Regions from separate parts of the Canis lupus genome. Here region 2 is linked to region 1. Evidence: chromatin contacts called from public Hi-C data. All regions are on one chromosome and are shown on one strand. The core of a region is the stretch at or near the end of the contact, and the rest is flanking DNA. Distances in the headings are between cores, read along the strand shown. Region 1 holds the start of SNHG3 (small nucleolar RNA host gene 3 (non-protein coding)). Region 2 holds the start of SESN2 (sestrin-2).

Region 1 (2,723 bases), core at 86-2,585:
GAGTCCCCAGATGGAGTCCTGCATTGAGTCCCTCATCGGGCTCCCTGGATGGAGCCTGCTTCTCCCTCTGCCTGTGTCTCTGCCCCTCTCTCTGTGTCTCTCATGAATAAATAAAATCTTTTTAAAAATAAATAAAAATAAAATAAAATCTAGGTAATGGGACACCTGGGTGGCTCAGTGGTTGAGTGGCTGCCCTCAGGGTCAGGGCTTGGTCCAGGGGTCCTAGGATGAGTCCCACATCAGGCTCCCTACATGGACCCTGCTTCTCTGTCTGCCTCTGTTTCTCATGAGTAAATAAATAAAATCTTAAAAATAAATTTTAAAAAAATCTAGGTAAATGATACCACTGTCTTAGAATTGCTGTGCTAGTAAATAACCTATGTAAAGAATCCGGCACAAAATCTTATGTGAGGAACACTATAAGTGTTTGCACTCATTATAGCCCAGCTATGATGGCTCTGTGTTATTTTTACATTAACTCTATCCGCTTAACACCATATTCAAAATCCTATCACATTTGCAAAATTTCACATGTAATATGTATCTCCAGGATTCTTTACATGCCTACTTTATATCACACGACTGTGTGTTAAAATATACTTGATGTAAAATTTACCTTTTTAACCTTTTTAGGCGTACAGTTCGGAAGTATCGAATACATCCATTATCGTGTACAGGAGGCTTTTAGTTTTAGCCAATTTATGTGAAAGCCTTTCTGTCCTATTTTCCTATCATTTATCAAAAGTTCATTTCACATGTGACAGGGCAGATTCAATCACTGTTGAGATCCTGCATTTCTCTAGATGGCTTTTTCCTCTCTCTCTTTTTTTAAAAATGATTTCGTTTATTTATTCATGAGAGACACAGAGAGAAGCAGGCTCCATGCGGGAAGCCCGATGCGGGACTCGATCCCACGATCCCAGGACCACGGCCTGGGCCGAAGGCAGGCGCTCTACCGCTGAGCCACCCAGGCGTCCCTAGGCGGCTTTTTTTCATTTTGCATAGAATTACTCCAAAGCGTTGGGGGATGGAGGCTAGCGGGTTTATCTCAGTCTATATCGTCCAGACTGGGCGAGCGGATTGCTGAGGAGCACCCTTGCTGCTCAGCACCAGGCTACATACTCCCAAACTCCGTTTCCGTAATTCACATTCTCCAGCAGGTTCCCACGCGCGAGGCTCTATTGTCGCGAGAAGCCTCTGAGTCGGGTAGGGGTGGGGCTTAAACTCCCAGCATCCTTTGCGAATTTCCGATTCCCTAACTGCGCAGGGCGCTGCGCAGGCGCAATAGAGATACCTTGACTTCCGCCCGCTTCAGAAGGTATAAATAAGGATGCCTTGGGGGTTGTACGGCCTTTTGGAGAAAGACTGCGGCGCCGTTTGGTCTTTAGTAGGTAAGAGTTTTACCCTTTCGGTTGGTTACTTCTAGCTTTAGTACCCCGGGGCCTGCCAGCAAGCTGTTCCTGTGGGCATCGTGCTCTCTGGAGCCCCTTCTGCGGCGTCCATGCTGACTACGCTTGCTCGCGCAGCGGGGCTGGGCAGGATGTGGGCCGCGGAGGCCTCGCGAGCCGCGGGCCTTGCGCATAGTCCAGGCGCTCGCGCTGAGACCTACGGGGCTGCCGCTTCACGCACCAGGATGCCAGATGCTCGGCCCACCCCGCCCCTGTTGTTTGATCTGGTCTCCTAGGAAGCGGTGGGATTGCATGCCGATCATTCTATTCCCGACGGCCCATCGGAGATTAAGAATCGATTTCGAAAGCGAGCGTTCTTAATTCTGCCGCTTGTTTTATGACGTAGGGTGATCTCAGGGCGCACTCCTGATGGCCGAGTTGTAGATAGGACCCGTAATTGCTGTGTCAGCGCTCTGGATGTGCCATTTCTTTTCTTTTTAAACATTTTATTCATGAAAGAGAGAGGCAGAGGGAGAAACCGGCTCCATGCAGGGAGCCCGATGCGGGACTCGATCCCGGGTCTCCAGGATCACGCCCTGGGCCGAAGGCGGCGCTGAGCCACCCAGGGACCCGCTGGATGTGCCATTTCTTAAACAGTAGTGCTAATCGCCTACTGGGATTTTTAGCTCTGTTTTGGGTACCTGGCTGAAAGTGCATTTAGACTACTGACCTGAGACTCCTGGTCGGTATTGAACTCGAACTTCGTTGACACTTGGGAATTTAGTATCTACCCCAGAATGGATATCCTGGGGAAGTCACCCTCTACTGGTTGAAATTTATTTCTAGCTCTTTAGTTAGCAAATGAAATTACGGTGACCAACGTGGATACTCCCGGGAGGTCACTCTCCCCGGGCTCTGTCCAGGTGGCGTGCGGGAGCTCAGGGCTCTGCCCGGTGACGTACAGTCCCCTTCCACAACGTTGGAGATGAAGCCGGGCCTTGAGTCTGCGCCTGCATATTCCTACAGCTTCTCAGAGTCCTGTGGACCATGACTGAGGAGACAAACCATGCAGGAAACAGCTCTCTAGAGCACCCCCTATCTGGATATAGGTTGATTGGAAAGAAATCTGCTTTTATTACCTGCTGTACAACTGGATTAAGCTCTTACCTTACTTTGTTTTTGCAGCAATGGCTAAGGATTCCAAATAATTTGATCTGAGGTAAGTAAATCCAAAAATTGGGGGTAAGAATTGGTTTTGGCTTGTCGGTGTTTTCCTGTTGACATTTAATCATTCCAGCCCAGTTCTTTTCATGAATGTGCTCCTTGCATTTAATA
Region 2 (2,723 bases), core at 154-2,653, 190 kb before region 1:
TGAATAAATAAAATCTTTTTTTAAAAAAAATGAAATCTGAATCTGAAATATGTTAATTTAGAGGGGAATTCAATTCAAAGAAAGATTCAGTCACCAAGGACATTTTATTGGCAGGACACCCTTGGTGGCATAGGGCAGAGACAAAGGTGTCAAGACATGGACCCTGTCTTCAAGGAGCTTATAGTCAAGAAGGTGAGATAAGACATGTACACAGAAAATTACAGTACAAAGTAGAGTGGGATAAGTGTTATGATAGAGTGCCTTTGTTGCTCAGCAAAGGGTGAAATTAATTTTCTTCTTCCAAGAGCTGGAGGCAGCAGGCCAAATCAGAGGGTCATCCTTGGAATGGTAAGCCTAGTCTCAGAAAGTCTCTGGGAGAAACTTGGAGGTAATCTAGCCCACCCAGGATTTCCTATCCAGAGTAAATGACTTTAAGATGAAAACAAACAGTGGAACTCTAAAGAAAAACTGAGGGAAGAGACTGTGGGAAGGGAACAAGAGATGAATTCACTTTGAGGTGCTGAGGTTCTGGTGTAAGCAACTTACTCCCAAAAGGATTACTGAAGGCCAGGAAATGGATGAGATCAGAGAGGGACGGAGTGTCTGGAGAGAGGAGGGGAGAAAACAGAAACTGAGGAACACCCACGTTCCAGAGAGTCAGAGAAGGAGTGGCCAGAGAGAGACGTGAGAAAAGACCCAGTAGGACACCTTGCCTCAAAGTTGTTTTTTGTTTTTTTGGGGTTTTTTTTGCCTCAAAGTTTCTAAAAAGGGAGTGGTGGGTATGGAAGACAGGCCTGGAGGAAACCCCAAGGAAGCACGAGAGAAAACTGCAGCATAGGGATTGAGGTTAGACGTGAGGTTGCCAAGGACCTTTCGATGAATGGAGGCTTTTCCAGGGACTCCACAAATAGATGGATTCCCAGTGCCTGGTACATTTTAAGATGGAGCTCTCCCGGAGGCCGGGGGTGGGGGGCAGGGCTGTGCCCTCTAATCTCCAAAATCTGGGGTTCAGCTCTGTAATTAGCACCACCTCTCCTAACCCTAACCAGTCCCTGCAGGAACTGAAAAGCTGAAGAACGAACTTGGGAGGGATTTCACACCCGGCTCTCCGGCCCAGCCCGGTGAAGTCCCGTTTCATCACGCAGCCCTAATGACTCTTTTGGCTGTCACTCTCGGCCGATACTGCCCACAATCTGACTAAACCCTTTTGCAAAAGTTTGCAGCATGCATCCCGGGCTGACTACAGCTCCCAGAGTTCCCGGGCGCTTCCCGGTGCGGATTGGCCGGGCGTTGGGTTCCAGGGGGAGGTGCCGCCCCCGCCTCCCCGGGAAACAGGCCTCTGATTGGCTGCGGCGCGGAGCTTTTGTGTCCCCGCCCTCCCCCGGGGACCGCAGCAGGCTGAGCGGCGCTGCTGGTGTCAGAGCCCGGCGAGCGCTGGCAGTTCCGCGGCGGGGATGCTGGGGAGCGCTGGCTTGGCGAGCGGCCGTGGCCACTGCGGACTTCCGAGGCACTCCGGGCCGTGAAAACCCCAGGGCCGCGGCCCATCCCCGACTGCCGAGGCCACTCAGCCTTCCAGAAGCCGGCCGACCGGAGAGTCCGGCGGAGGAGCGCCCGTTCGCTGGTTCTGGGCTCTCGGAGCGTTCTGGAACCCCGAGAGACTCCCCGGGGCTCTAGGACCTCCCCAGCGGCCCCTAGCCCCGGCTTCCTGGGTGCGTGCGTGCCAACCCCCGTCGGGTGCCCGGCGAGCCGTGGCCAGATCCTGGCACACACCATGATCGTTGCAGACTCCGAGTGCCGCGCAGAGCTCAAGGGCTACCTGCCGTTCGCCCCGGGCGGCGGCGGCGGCGGCGGCGGCGGCGGCCCCGGGGCGGGAGAGGTAAGCAGCGGCCGAGCGACGCCACTCTTCGTTTGAGTCCCGAACTGAGTCTTTGCGCAGCGCCCCCTCGGCCCCCCCACAACGCCCCGGGCTCGGGGGTCGGGTGGGGGGGAGGCGGAGTGGAGCGCGTAACCTGGGAATGGGGTTGCATCAACTGGCAGTGGCGGCCCTCTCCGCCCCCTCCCCCCCCGGGCTGTGGAACCTTCCCTGGCTCCCTCGGACTCCCGGCCAATGAGAGGGGAGCCTTCTCGAGGTTATCTTGGGTTTGGGCTCTCGACGGGAGAATCTTCAAGTCCAGGCAGATCCCCGGCGCTGCGGCCGGACCACTCCTCCTCCCCGCCCCCTTCCGCAGAGTCCCTTCCTCTAGGCTGGGGCTGCTGGCGGAGGACTCTTTCCAGGGTACGACCCGGTTCCCGTCTCCCAGTGCGGGGATTGGGGCACCTGGGACTTGCCAGCCGAGGTCGAGCGCGTCCCCCGCCCACGCCTGCACCCCCAGTTGGGAGCGGGGGAGCGTCGGCGTTCCGGGGCCGCGGCTGGCCGCGGGGTACGCGGCGGCGGCCAAAGCTGGGGGAGGAGGGGAGAAACCCTGGACCCGGCTCGGGAAGGCGAGCGTCCATTAGGTTGAGCCCTACTAAGCGGTCTGAGGTCCCAGAAGTTTGTTTCGCAGGAACTCTTTGCAGGGAAGCTAGGAAGAGGCTGGGCCTAATCTGACACACCTCCTGCCTCCCCCCCCCCCCCCCCCCCCCAGCGACAGGGGACATCTTATCATTTAAGCACTAGCACTACTAGGTGCTGGTCTCGGGTTTTGCCTTTTCTGAGTCCTTAAGTACTAAACTAGCTAAATAGA

The links. Hi-C and Micro-C count contacts between places; a contact is called where the count stands out from the background.
Region 2: a contact with region 1 is called in a Hi-C map of blood, with 2.5 times the contacts expected there. The contact joins the promoter of SESN2 here to the promoter of SNHG3 in region 1. A contact is called at or near these places in 4 of 9 Hi-C or Micro-C datasets (amygdala, blood, liver and 1 more).

The regions. Positions count from the first base shown.
Region 1 is chr2:71,367,853-71,370,575 of UU_Cfam_GSD_1.0, reverse strand. It overlaps SNHG3 (small nucleolar RNA host gene 3 (non-protein coding)), which reads left to right and starts at 1,335. Exons shown (of 3, transcript NR_038068.1): 1 at 1,335-1,391; 2 at 2,574-2,607. It overlaps LOC111093268 (a long non-coding RNA gene), which reads right to left. Exons shown (of 4, transcript XR_005355918.1): 2 at 1,295-2,723. LOC119870553 (a small nucleolar RNA gene) reads left to right here and starts at 2,265; the gene lies at 2,265-2,469.
Region 2 is chr2:71,562,108-71,564,830 of UU_Cfam_GSD_1.0, reverse strand. It overlaps SESN2 (sestrin-2), which reads left to right and starts at 1,403. Exons shown (of 10, transcript XM_038531375.1): 1 at 1,403-1,876. The coding sequence starts at 1,772.